Linked DNA regions of Mus musculus: region 2 is linked to region 1. The links are chromatin contacts, called in public HiChIP or PLAC-seq maps. All regions are on one chromosome and are shown on one strand. The core of a region is the stretch at or near the end of the contact, and the rest is flanking DNA. Distances in the headings are between cores, read along the strand shown. Region 1 has its middle 99 kb from the start of Slc7a12. Region 2 holds the start of Car13 (carbonic anhydrase 13).

Region 1 (7,236 bases), core at 1,733-4,232:
GTTACAGTGAATTTAGTGGGGGATTTGATGATTTTAAAATGGAAAGAATAAGGCAAAATTTTTAAAAGGTTTACTTATTTTATATATGTGAGTACACTGTCTCTCTCTTTAGACACACCAGAAGAGCGCATTGGATCCCATTACAGTTGGTTGTGAGCCACCATGTGGCTGCTGGGAATTGAACACGGGGTCTCTGGAAGAGCAGTCAGTGCTTTTAACCACTGTGAAATTTTATATCATGAATATTTAATATACCAAATATAATAGTGATGCATCATTATTATAAAAATTACATAAAGTTTGAAAAAAGATTAAAGGAGATGATTAAATTAGTTTGTGTATTTGTGTTGAAGTTCAGCATCATTTGTATAATTGCTAGTACCAGGAAGATAACATGTTCAGGTGAATAGTAAGAATATATTCGAAACATTTGAAAGTGGACCACAAGACAGGTTCCCGGAGAGCTGTCACCGTGTGCCTCCTAGCAGCTGCCAGAATGCCAAACTGGGAGGAAGCAAGAAGTGTATGGTTTGCCAGAAGACAGTCTACTTTGCTGAGGAGGTCCAGTGAGAGGGCAACAGCTTCCATAAATCCTGTTTTCTGTGCATGATTTGCAAGAAGAATCTGGACAGCACCACTGTGGCAGTGCACGGCAAAGAGAGCTATTTCAAGTCATGTTACAGCAAGAAGTAAGAGCCAAAAAACTAAGGCAACAGGAGGGGCACAGGCACTCTGAGCACGGACAAGGATGAGTGTCTGGGCATCAAGCCACAGGAAGCTCCCGGGTACAGGCCCACCACCAACCCAGAGGCATCCAAGTTTGATGTAACCATACAGTCTATGATGCAGAGAAGGTGATTGCTGCTGAGAAGTCCTGACTTAAGTCCTGCTTCCGATGTGCCAAATGTGGCAAAAGCCTTCTGTCAACCCTGGCAGACAAGGATGGTGAGATCTACTGCAAAGGATGCTATGCCAAACACTTTGGGTCCTTGGTCCACTCAGAGTGAGACTGCTGTGGCCTGTGCATATTGCCTACTCCTGAGCTTTTAATCAGCAGTCCATTCCCAGAAGCCTTGGACACCTCCAAGATTCTTTCTCACTCAGCCCTCCTGCACATCATTAATGACTTGGGTTTGGGTATCTGGCTTCTTTTGGTTTAGGGGTCTGCCTGAACTCCTTCCCCACTAAGGGCTTCCTCCTGCCTGGCATTTGATACCATTACCTTTAGGAGACATCTGTCTAGTCACCCCTTTCCAGAGACCAGGTCCCTCACTCCACACCTCACCCCCATCGACCTCTGTTTCTAGGCTGAATGTCCACCCTCTATTGGCCAGGACACCTGAGCCCATGCCATTGGAGCCCAGTAGAGCAAACCAGCAGTGTAGGCAGGAAAAGCTGGGTTTATTGGGCTAGAAAAGGTTGTGGTTTATTGGCTTCCAGAGAGTTTCCTCTGGGTAGGAGTCTGAGATTCTTGGTGCATCTCAGTCTGAGAAGTCCCCATGAGAGGCAGGGAGGTGCAGATAGAATTGTGGGGCCATCAGAAAGAGCTCTTTCTCTGGCGTCTTGCCTTTGAGTGTGGAAATAGTGAATTTTTTTTTTCATTTAGGAATGGAGAGCAACCCATGTCAGAGTACCCCAAAGTCTAGAGTTTGCCTGACCTCCTTAGGCATCAAGTTCCCTCTTTGATGGGCAAGGAAGATCCTAATGAATTCCTGAACAAGCATTTACATTTATCAGTCATCCAGATCTTGGATTAGTCAATTCTGGGTCTAACCTTGGGTCGGGTAGCTGGGATGGACACTTTTTGATGCAGCATAGCCCAGGGTAGAGCTGTGTTCTAGCCACTCCTGAGGGTTCCTCTGAACCCCACGTCCTCATTCCTCTCCAGCGCAGACACAGACCCTTCTCCTATCACCCCATCTTTCTCTAGTAACCTTCATTATCTTGCCCAGCCCATCCAGGCCCCAAGGTAAGGAGCAGAGGGGAGAAGGGGAAGGGCTGGGCCTTGATGCTCCCCAAGACGGAAGGGACAAGGCTGTACATCGATTCTCTGCAAGGGCTGTAGGCATGGGCTGTTGAAGCTGATTTATCATCTGATCAATAAAGCAATTTAGAACTGAACTCTTTCCTCATCTGTCTGTGGGGGTCCTAGGGACCCAGGGAGCCAGGGCTGGATTTGGCAAGGCCTAGTTGAAATGAACCAAAGGCAATCACTCTGGAGTTTTCTAAGGTCTGTTTACTTTGTGGTATTGGTTCTAAGGAAACCAAATGATCAAAGGCCACCACCTTCCCCTATTTGCCCTCCACCCCATCTCAGGATGCGGGGATTTTGTGGACTTGGCTTTTGAAAGGCTCAGTTATGTCCTGACAATGTACTCAGCACTTCAGCTTTTGCAAAGCCCCTTGTAAAGAGAAATTCAGCTAGAGGACTTTTTGTATCAACTCCAGAGATCTCACTTCTTGGAAGTGTGTGTGTGTGTGTGTGTGTGTGTGTGTGTGTGTGTGTGTGTGTGTGTGTGTGTATGGTGGGGAGAGGCAGCTAGCCATCTGCTTTTCTGCTAGGGCCTCACAACCAGCTGTACGGAAGAGCAGGCTTGGAAAATAGGCTTGTCTGAAGGGTTGTAGTGTTGTTCATCTTAGGTACACCTACTGTACCCAGAGCTATGCTGTGTCAATCCATGAAAATGCGCCCTCACTGAGTTTTTCAAAACAGTGAGTGGAATTTAACCAATAGGTTTTATGCTTTTATTAGCCAGAGGATCAGGCCAGCAATGCTCCAACATTGGACCTACAACACCTGCCCAACAGCTGGAGATCAAAGAGTGTTAGCCCTAAGTGGCCCTGACAATTCTCAAACATGGCTCAAGACCTACAGGAAATTCTCAGGGAGGTTTGTGCGCAGAGGACAATGGTTTATTCCATAAACACAAATGGATCCTCCTACCTGGACGGGACACACAGAATACCATGATCCAAAGGTGGAGACAGGCTGCCCTCTGCTGGCTGCGGAGGCCCAGCACAGTACCATCAGGCCAGCCCTAGTACTCTGTCTCACTTTTCCCCATTGACCTTCTCACAATCACGCAGTGCAGAAGGGACTTCACACATCATTTATTTATACACAGTGAAGCTCGGGTACCAGCAGATGGCCGTAATTGCGTAGGGCGTGGGGAGCCACAGAGATTTGCAGGCGTCGAGTTTGCTCTGTACGGATCGACACCAGGTGGCGCTGTGGGGTCAAGGCCAAAGGCAGCCACTCCGTTTTTCTTTTTCTTTTTTAAATTTCATGTTATTTTTGTTAGCTACTCCCGTTCTGCTGTGGGTGTTGATGACCCAGTGCTTCCGCGAGCACATCTAATGTCCCCGGAAAGAGGTGTGCTCTAACACTGACCTGTGGCATACCAAAGCACAAGAATGACCCAAAGGAGAGAAACTGACAGAGTCCCCCTTTTTTTCCATTTAAGGGCGACCTGGACATGGTCCAGGATGCCCGTAGGGGAAAGAATGGCATAAAGGACTCCCAGTTGCATGAGTGTCCTGGCCGTTTAGGTGTGGTGGAAGAAAGCTGCCTGTTCTGATGGAAGTCGTGGCTCCATCAGTCTTCCTTCAAGACCACAAGTCTGGGTCATCTAAAAGGGTGGCTTCCATGGGACATCAGTCTTCAGAGATGAGGGAGAATGTGTTTGGAGATTAAGGCAGGAAGAACGTGAGTTCAAAGCCAATCTTGCTACAGAATAACCTTGCTACAAAAATGTGTGTGTGTGTGTGTGTGTGTGTGTGTGTGTTGCTATTAGATGTTTAAGTAATCCCCAAATCAAGAGTACATACTTTGTGAAGCTACAGTCCCCAACATCCTTAGGCCCTGGTAAGGGTGGGGGTAGTTTGAGAAATAGAACACAGACCCTTGGGAACCAGTCATTGGATGGTTCTAACTCCCTTCCTCCAGTCCCTGGTCCTGCCTTCAAACACACACACACACACACACACACACACACACACACACACACACACACACACCTGTTACTAAAACCATTGCAGGGTGTGGAGGGATGCTTTTAAAATAGATCCCAGATCCACCCTATAGATTCTGATCAGGTCGGGATGGGACATGGGAAACTATTTGAAAAGTGCTTGCCTGAGATGATGCTCATACTGGAGCCCTTGGAGTCTATGCCAGCTTTGCCAGCCTTGCCAGTTGGTCTTACAGCAAGGGAGCCCTTCCCTCTGCAGCTCACTTGCCTTAGGACTAATGGTTACAGGAACTTCTGGAGCTGTTTGTAACCAGTTGTTATGAGTAGAGAGGACTTATTTGAACTTTCTGTTTCTGTTCTCCAGAGTCCATGAGAACAGGTTTAGACTTCTCTCACCTAACATCTTGCAAAGCTTTGAAAACAGCTGTCCTCCAGTCTGACTGGGCTCGCTCCTCTTTAACCCCATCCCCACAGAGATACTTGAAGCCTTGAGGGTCCTTTTTATTAGTTGAAGAAGAAAGAGGAGTTTTCAGTGTAGCTCCTGGAAGAGCACTTAGCAGGCATGTGTGAGGCCTTGGATTCAATCCTCAGAAAAACTGCATTGAGGGGCACACCTAGGCACTTGAGGTACTTGGACATGTCAAGGCAGAACCATTCTAGGAAAGATCTATAGACTTCCTAGGGCTAGACTACCCTAATAGTGTCTCCTTCTTTTGGTTAGTTTGGAAACATAAATTTGTCATTTCTGGTTTATTCTGTATCACTGATAATTCAAAGACCATTGACCTTTTGAGACTGAATCATCTTATTTATGAACCACTAAACCAAAGCCAGGAACCAGGGAACAATTTGGGACACAGTTCAAGGTCAAATGGCAGAATAGGATCTGCATAGAACCTCCTGAACCAGGACATATCCCTATAATGTAGTACTGTCTATAGAGAAGCTGGCTTGCATTGAGAGGTAGAAGGGAGAGCAGAGAGCTAGGACTATAGTGACTGTCAATATTTATGAAGCCTAATTTGGATGCTGTCTTATCTAGTGCATGTGAAAGCCCTTGTAGTTGAGGGTGATACCCTATATTATAGAAGAGGAAAGTGAGAGTCAGTGCATTTTTAAATGACTTACACAAAGTCTCTGGCAAGTGGTGAAGCCAAGATTGGAAGCAGCTGTGTAGCTTTGGGTCCTCCTCCTCCCCTTTGTGTGTCAGGGCCTTGTTTGTGAAGTGAAATGTTGGCCTAAATTAGTCCTGGGGAAATACTTCCGAGGCTCTGATGTGCATATATATCTCCTGGGGAATCTTGTAAAACACACGATCTAGTTCAATAGCTTTGGGTGGAGCCTGAGCCAAGATATCTCTCACAAGCTCCCAGGAGAAGGTGGTGCTGATGTTGCAGATCCAGAGACCATACCAGAGCAGCCAGGCTTAAGAGGACCCACCCAGCTCTGATGTTCTTTGTTTATGAGCTTAGGAAGACTTGCCTCAAAGGCCTAGAAAATTCAGGAAGTAGATTATCCTGACTGAAGATCTTAGTGGGCACTTCCAAGTCTGGACAAGCCTTTGTGCCCAGTCTGAAGTGTCTGCTCCTGACCCTTCTATACTGCCACTCTGTTGACCTTGGACTGACATCTCCAGAGTTTTCAAGGGCATGCCTGCTTACATGCCTCACATAGTCATGGGAATACACTTGCACATGTGCACACACACAACTCTTTAAGAGCTGTTTTATGAATCTTTATGTCCCCTTTTGCCTTCCAATGAGGATGGAGACAAGTACAAGATGGAACTTGTATTCACTGTGTCACAGTGAGCAAAGCCCTTCTTGGTGTACTGAATGGGGCTTGTGGAAGCAGTACTGTAGCCTTTGCTTGGGTAAACAGTTTCATTAGAGACAGTTCACTAGTGTAGCATGCATAGCCCATTTTGGTGAATATATGCATACCTTGATAGCCGTGTCCTTAGCTAAACAGTGTTCAGTCTTAAGAAACATGTTTCTGTGAGTGAATTTAATGGACTATCAGAAAACTAATGTTCTCTTCATGGTGTCTCTTCAAGAGGGGTCACCTTGCTGAGGTGGAGAGACTGTGTTCCTGAACCTATGAATGTCATCTCTCCTGCTTTGCCAATCCCATGAAGAGAACTCAGATTCTGTTACCCTGGAGCTTAGCCAGAGCCTGACTCAAGGAGCCCTCCATGACGCTGCAAAACTAGCTCTGACTTTCTCTCCTGAGATACTCCAGCCATGTGTTCATCTCTTCTTGACCTTGTTCCCAGGCTGGACACCTCATAGTCACCTTCTCTACCTGATCATGGAATCTGGAAACTTGCTTATCCCGAAAGTAACAGGACCATTCAGAATTCTTGTCATGAAAGACCTGAAAATCTGAGGCAGGAAGAAGTGTGCTTACCTTCTCACCTATAAAGACTCAGTGTGGACTCCTCTTCCCTGCCATTCTCTCTCCTTTCCCTGTCCCTAGTGGCTACTTTTTGAACCCTCCTGTGAAGGTCAGCTCTCCAGAAAGACAGAAAGCCGTCATCAAGTACAGAGAATCACAGAGCAGGAAGGAAACCTATAGCTCCTTCTCTTAGTCCCATAGTACCAGTGACGGTATTCCTTTCTACTATTCTGGATACAAACACATAAAAAGCAAAGGCAAATGTTTGGTAGGACCCAGGACCAGCTAAATTGATTGCCTGCCATAGGCCTGGGGACCAGGAAGGTAGAGAAAAGATATCATCCTTTTTTGAATATTTTTAAGGCACATGCCATAAGACAGTACGCCCATCAGTGTTGGAGCACAGATGATAATGATGATGATCTCATTCAGACAGTAATAAAGCCAAAACTTTTCTGTCAAAAAAGTGGACCACAGATAGAAACTGAGAATTTAAAGACACTAAATATTTCTAATGTAATAATAGGGGAAAAATCAGAGAACTATGAGGTCCAAATTAGAACAAGAAATTCCATGTAATAATAATATATAGGATGAGAATGGAAAAAGAAATGGAAGTTATTTAAGCTGACGGCATAACTATAATACTATTATAAGGAAATGTGTCATATAAGAGTTCTTAGCTCCTTAACTACTTAAAAGTGTTGATTCCTTTGTAATAAATATACCTATTTATGGAATTCTGTTATATTAAAAAATACATTTTAACATTTCCATGCCCTTTACTTTTGTTTTGGAAGCCTTTGAGATCAGAAGTCAAGTGGGCACTACATTGTTTTGTGCTGTGCAATAGATGAAAAATTTGTGT
Region 2 (7,236 bases), core at 2,726-5,225, 260 kb before region 1:
TCCAAAAACAGGACTAGAGAAATGGCTTAGCAGTTAATATTAAGAGTATTTTGTGTTTTTGTACAGAGGACCTAGGTTTGATTCCCAGTACCCACACTGGGCTTACAGCCACCATAACCTTAGACAGCCACACAGTACACATTCATACAGATAAAAATAAACAAATCTAAAGAAATTTTAAAGTTTTCATGAAAAGACTAAAATTATTTATAAAAAACTATTAAACTTCAATATTTACATCATTAAGTAATAATAACCTAAAACCAATTTTAAAATATCACCCAGCATACTTTTTTCTACAAATTTTCTCTATTATTTCATGGTAATATTATCTTAAGTTTCAAATATATAACACTTGAATTCACATGATAAATATGCTTCAATTTTGAAATTTACAGAGTGAAAAACAGGAGAGTAAATCTAACCATCCAACGTCTTACAACAACTAATAAACAAACAGAGCCAACCTGATTTGTCCTCCGTGTCGTCAAAGTCAACGTTGAAGGAATGGCCACTATTGCTGATGATTTTAGCTGAGGCAGGATCATACTTGATACTGAGAGGTCGGAGTGAGGAGTCGTATTTCACTTCTTTGGTTTTAATCTCAATTGGAGACTGCTGATCACCATCAGCAATAGGGAACAATTCATTCCAGTGAATGGGACCTGAAATTGAGAAGACCAAAAGGAGAGGACTAAGTAAGTTCTTCATTCAGCAAATTAAAACTGGTAGCAGCAGGCTGGGGACTCCACTTCATGGATAAAGGAAGTGCAGCACAAATGTGAAGGTGAGAGTTTGGATCCTCATTATCCATAGGAATGCCAGGTGGGTGTGGCAGCTCACTTGAAGTCCAGCATTTAGGAGGAGACTTAAGGAGTTCCACATTAGCTGGCTAGTTACACTAAGTCTGACTCTCTGAACTCCAGGCTCAGAGAGAAACAATTAAGAAGGTGATAGAGAACAGAGGGGAAGACAACCAAGGTCCATCTGGCTTCTGCACACAATAAAACATCCATACCCACAGCCACATCATCCACATCATGGGGAAAAATTAAAAATTAGTAAAAGTATGATCCTCAGGACTCTGCTCCTATTTTAACCATGACTAGTGTTTTGTGGTTATGGAAAGCACTGTGTTTGCTTTAAATTGTTATCAGAATTAAAGATGTACATTATAGGTGAAAGAATAATTACATTTCATACAGTGCTTCTCAAAGTTACCTACCTACCAAACAAGAACAGAAGTACAATTCATTGTTGCAAACAAAGAAATTCCATCTCAAAACCAAGAATGTTCCTTGGCTGCTCCAGAGGCCAAGAAGTTTAAGCAGAGGAAGAGCAGACACTGCCTGCTATTTCTGCTAGTAGTTATAGCACTGACGGATAGCCTCTAATGCCCCTCTGCTCAGCTCAGCTAACCTGAGGTACCTGTTATATGCAACTCATCTACCCAACACACACACACACACAAATCTTACACAGAGAATAATTCAAACAAAATGGCTATGCCCTGTCAAAAAATATAACATTGTTGCTCACATTGGTTTCTGGAAAAAAGCCACACCATGAACAAATGACAATATACCCTGCTTCAAAGGTATCCTGTGAATCAGATACTATGGGTCATGGCGATTTTGCATTTAAAATCCTCAGAAGACACTGTAGGATTATGAGATTATTTCTCGTCTTGCTGTGTGTATCTTTCTGCTTACAATTTTGTCTTCTTATTTAATATAGAAAATCTTTCTGTCATGACCACCACATACGAGTTATTCTACGTAATGAGCACCAGATTTCAAACATGCAATGCAGGAGTCACAACATGCAAACATTTTTGCAACAGATAAGGGGCTGCTTTCTCTTCCTAAGCCCTTCCGTCATCAATCCCTAACCCTTCTCAACCAGGCCTGTTCTTAGAGAAGTCAAATCTACCCAAAATAAAGCCACTGGGATGGATAGCCAGTTTTATCTATTCACTTGCAATATCGGGCCTCTTAAATAGACCCACCTTTGTATGTTTCCTACCACACTGGACTTTAAATTCACTTAACCATGGTTCTTAAGTGAAAGGTACATGCCTCAGTGGCTTGAGGAATTTTTGAATATCCATAGTGTTATATGATGTTTGGTGATGTCACACGGCCTAAACCTATAAAATGATCAGAGGTTAGCGGAAGAAGAAACAAACTGCTTAGGAACAGGCACCCTGTCCTGTCCAGAGCTCCAATTCCCATTCCATTTTATCACTGCCAGGCTCAGCTTAAGTTCTTTCCAGCTGTTCAGTCACTGTATTTTCAATGACTGAACAAGAAAAAGAAAAAGAAAAAAATGCTTGGTCAGTTCCCAGTACATCCCAACCGAATTCTTCCAACATAATCTCATAATCTAACTTCAAGGTGTGGTCCTCTGAAAACCACTGTTTCTGCGAGAAGAATGGTTCTGCAACTCCTAGCTAGAATGTAAACTGGGGACTGGGGAGAAGGTCCAGCAGTTAGAACACTTGATACTCTTGCCGAGCACCTGGGTTCGATTTCCCGGCCCACATGGAGGCTAAAACCAGCAGCAGTCCTTGTTGATCTAATGCCCTCTTCTAACTTCCACAACATACAAGTCAAAAATTCATAAACATATTTTTTTAAAAAAAGAATAAATCTTTTTTAAGATTTAAAAAATGAACAAGATGTAAAACAACTCCTCATTATAATGCCCTTTCTAAGTTGAAATTTTAAATTTTCTGGAGAATTTTATTGAAACCAATACTTATTCGGGTACCTATTCGGGTACAATCAGTACCTACTGGCTAACACAACCTTCTCCCTAACCACAGAGAGGGTACCACTACTGGCACCTAATAACTGCCAAATAACAACAAACAAAATGATTTCAGAGACAAAACTGAAATGTGTAAAGATTGTCTTTCAAACACACAAATTAGAAGGTAATGAAACATAAGATTGCTATTTTGGCTTAAGAAATTCATCTAAATTATAAATGTCATTCATAAAAATCTAAACTTCATCTGATGTCATTTTAAAAATAACATTAATGTCATCACGACCTCAAATAAGCTGCAATAAGAAACGAGTTTTTTTTTTCCATCCAAGAAAAGAGGATGACCACAAGTTCTGCCCAGACTAAGCTACAGAGTAAGATTCGTCTCAAAACACAAAAAGGGGGAAAATAAAATAAAAGAAGGGAAAACTTTCCGTAAACTTTCATTAAATGTACTATAGAATATTATCCAATAACGTATATGCTAATTTAAGTTTTTGATATTATTATCCACAAACTCCATTTTGAAGACTATCAGTGCTTTCCCAGTTTTTCTTTGCAATTCTTTTGAGTAATTAATTGAAGCAATCAGTTCAAACGATGAACAAGAAGAATGTCTTATCCCTAATACACTTAGGCGATGAAGAAAAGTTGCCATGCTTATCAATAAATATATTTAACACCATATTATAATTTCTATAATCGTTTGCTAAACCTTGGTCTCTGAAAGGATGGGTACGGTAGGAAAGTAAGACTGAAGAACAAGCCCCAAGTTAACTTCAAGTCAGTATGCAAATTACAAGTTACCAAGATTGCTTCAACAGCGCCTGGAAGGCGTCCCGTGACTTAGTGATCTGGGAGCTCTCGCGGCTCAGTTGTCCTTGTTTCCTTACAAATGTGTCATCTGACTTCTGACCTCTTAAGCTTTCTCGGGACAGCAGTGAGCTTTTCCAGTGAAGTTGAATGAATGCCGCCGTCCACTCTGGAGAGAGCCGGCGGGGACCAGGCCCTGACCCCCAACCCCCCCACGGGGCTCAGAGCTCCCTCAAGCCCCCATCAGCCCCCTCTGGAAGCCCGCGCTCACCGTTGTGCTCGCCGTACCCCCAGCTCAGCCTCGCCATGGTCCTCGATGGAGAGCCTGTGGCAGGGACACTGTGGACCTGTGGCAGGGCGCCCGCGCCAAGGAGCTGGGCGGGCCTGGGTGGAGGGCGGGGCCGCCCGCACCCCGAACCCGGGAACCCGAAACCCGAGGGCACGGTCGTCACCCGCAGGGGGCGCCCGAGTGGGGAAAGGGATCTGTGCTCAGCAGCCAGAAAGGTTTCCAATGGGGATTTCCTGCCTTCTGAGAAGTCCACCCCAGAAAAAGCCCTTCTGGAAATGACTCACCCAGGCAGGAGCTGCTGCTGGAGTTGGAGATCTTGTCTGGGAAATGCAGGGGACCTTGATGGAGGTGGCAGTGGTGATTACACATGCACATACATCAATGCCGATAGCTGTAATAACCACCACTTAAAATAAGAACTACTAGTTAGGAAGTGCTCACCTCCCCGGGCCAGCCCTCCCTTCCCCGACAGCTCCAGCCTTTCCATCTGCATAACTCACTTCTCTGATTCCTTTTTGCTTACTCCAGCATCTTGCAGACTTGGCCCTGCATAGAAGAAGCCAAACTTACTGGATTCTTGGTTCTTAACTCTTACTGCCATTCTGACTGTGCAAGAAGGAAGGAGTTGAGAAGAGAAGTGTGTGCGCTCCTACAGAACAGTAGAAACTCACCTTCGAAGACTGTTCTAGATATATGCCCAGGAGAGGTATTGCTGGATCCTCCGGTAGTACTATATCCAGTTTTCTGAGGAACCGCCAGACTGATTTCCAGAGTGGTTGTACAAGCCTGCAATCCCACCAACAATGGAGGAGTGTTCCTCTTTCTCCACATCCACGCCAGCATCTGCTGTCACCTGAATTTTTGATCTTAGCCATTCTGACTGGTGTGAGGTGGAATCTCAGGGTTGTTTTGATTTGCATTTCCCTGATGATTAAGGATGTTGAACATTTTTTCAGGTGCTTCTCTGCCATTCGGTATTCCTCAGGTGAGAATTCTTTGTTCAGTTCTGAGCCCCATTTTTTAATGGGGTTATTTGATTTTCTGAAGTCCACCTTCTTGAGTTCTTTATATATGTTGGATATTAGTCCCCTATCTGATTTAGGATAGGTAAAGATCCTTTCCCAATCTGTTGGTGGTCTTTTTGTCTTATTGACGGTGTCTTTTGCCTTGCAGAAACTTTGGAGTTTCATTAGGTCCCATTTGTCAATTCTCGATCTTACAGAGCAAGCCATTGCTGTTCTGTTCAGGAATTTTTCCCCTGTACCCATATCTTCAAGGCTTTTCCCCACTTTCTCCTCTATAAGTTTCAGTGTCTCTGGTTTTATGTGAAGTTCCTTGATCCATTTAGATTTGACCTTAGTACAAGGAGATAAGTATGGATCGATTCGCATTCTTCTACATGATAACAACCAGTTGTGCCAGCACCAATTGTTGAAAATGCTGTCTTTCTTCCACTGGATGGTTTTAGCTCCCTTGTCGAAGATCAAGTGACCATAGGTGTGTGGGTTCATTTCTGGGTCTTCAATTCTATTCCAGAAGATGCCCCAACTGGTAAGAAGGACACATGCTCCACTATGTTCATAGCAGCCTTATTTATAATAGCCAGAAGCTGGAAGGAACCCAGATGCCCCTCAACAGAGGAATGGATACAGAAAATGTGGTACATCTACACAATGGAGTACTACTCAGCTATTAAAAAGAATGAATTTATGAAATTCCTAGCCAAATGGATGGACCTGGAGGGCATCATCCTGAGTGAGGTAACACATTCACAAAGGAACTCACACAATATGTACTCACTGATAAGTGGATATTAGCCCAAAACCTAAGATACCCAAGATATAAGATACAATTTCCTAAACACATGAAACTCAAGAAAAATGAAGACTGAAGTGTGAACACTATGCCCCTCCTTAGAAGTGGGAACAAAACACCCTTGGAAGGAGTTACAGAGACAAAGTTTGGAGCTGAGATAAAAGGATGGACCATGTAGACACTAGCATATCCGGGGATCCATCCCATAATCAGCTTCCAAATGCTGACACCATTGCATACACTAGCAAGATTATGCTGAAAGGACCCTGATATAGCTGTCTCTTGTCAGAGTATGCCTGGGCCTAGCAAACATAGAAGTGGATGCTCACAGTCAGCTATTGGATGGATCACATGGCCCCCAATGAAGGAGCTAGAGAAAGTACCAAAGAAGCTAAAGGGATCTGCAACCCTATAGGTGGAACAACATTATGAACTAACCAGTACCCCGGAGCTCTTGACTCTAGCTGCATATGCATCAAAAGATGGCCTAGGGGGCTGGCGAGATGGCTCAGTGGGTAAGAGCAACCGACTGCTCTTCCAAAGGTCCAGAGTTCAAATCCCAGCAACCACATGGTGGCTCACAACCATCCAACAACCATCCGTAACAAGAACTGACTCCCTCTTCTGGTGTGTCTGAAGACAGCTACAGTGTACTTACATCTAATAAATAAATCTTAAAAAAAAAAAAAAAAAAAAAAAAGATGGCCTAGTCGGCCATCACTGGAAAGAGAGGCCCATTGGACACGCAAACTTTATATGCCCCAGTACAGGGGAACGCCAGGGCCATAAAAGGGGAGTGGGTGGGTAGGGGAGAGGGGGTGGGTGGCTATGGGGGACTTTTGGTATAGCATTGCAAATGTAAATGAGCGAAATACCTAATAAAAAATGGAAAAAAAAAAGAAAAAAGAAAATGTAAAAAATAAAAAAATAAAAAAAAAAAGAAGACTGTTCTAGCTACCTGAGGGTTTGAGTTGTGAACAGTTTCTAGTCCTGATTCTGGACCAACTAGTGAACAGTCCTTCTTGATGGACAAGAGCCTGCCATTAAAATATGATAAGTGATATATATATATAACCATCTCATTCTTTCCCTGCTATTGCTGCTGGAATGTGCACATTGCTGCTGCATGAAATAGGAACCCAAGTCACCGGAGACCTGGGTGGTAATCGCTGCAAAATACATACCACTAAATAATAATCCATTTAACTGTGCGTATTGACGCCACCCCCATTAGATACCCCATATCGCAGTCTGTTCCTCAGAATAAAAACATATTTTTAACAGAGTTCAGTTTTGGTAATAATTCAGCATGACATTTTTAAGAATAAAATTTAACTCACATATAAATGTATATAAATAATGTATAAAAATACTCACTTTTATCACAGAGGAATACATGTAGTTTTGCAGGCCTATTAGATCAGCAGTTGCCCTTCAAGTCTGACCACCTTAGTTCAACTTCTGAATCCACTCAGAAGTGGAGGAGAGAGTAGATTCCATGATATTGTTCTCTGACATCCAGATGTATATCCTGCTATGCAAGTACC

What was found. HiChIP or PLAC-seq counts read pairs in DNA pulled down with a chosen protein or histone mark.
Region 2: a contact with region 1 is called in an H3K27ac HiChIP or PLAC-seq map of large pre-B cells, with 3 times the contacts expected there. The contact joins the promoter of Car13 here to the enhancer-like site in region 1. A contact is called at or near these places in 9 of 39 promoter capture datasets (the 3T3-L1 cell line, the C10 cell line, embryonic stem cells and 4 more), 4 of 15 datasets of contacts at CTCF or cohesin (the G1E-ER4 cell line, embryonic stem cells, large pre-B cells and 1 more), 16 of 484 Hi-C or Micro-C datasets (the AML12 cell line, B cells, the C2C12 cell line and 5 more), 10 of 115 datasets of contacts at active chromatin or transcription factors (the NIH/3T3 cell line, bone marrow-derived dendritic cells, embryonic stem cells and 2 more) and 2 of 9 other capture datasets (embryonic stem cells and liver).

What each region holds. Positions count from the first base shown.
Region 1 is chr3:14,377,672-14,384,907 of GRCm38.p6, reverse strand. No RefSeq gene overlaps it. Among named protein-coding and RNA genes, the nearest start is that of Slc7a12, 99 kb to the left of the region's middle. Within about 2 kb of position 2,982, at least 32 of the 459 cell types and tissues checked have an H3K27ac peak or open chromatin away from gene starts, as enhancers often do. A contact at or near this core is called in pro-B cells, where this site is marked.
Region 2 is chr3:14,638,466-14,645,701 of GRCm38.p6, reverse strand. It overlaps Car13 (carbonic anhydrase 13), which reads right to left and starts at 3,975. Exons shown (of 7, transcript NM_024495.5): 1 at 3,857-3,975; 2 at 468-665. The coding sequence starts at 3,893.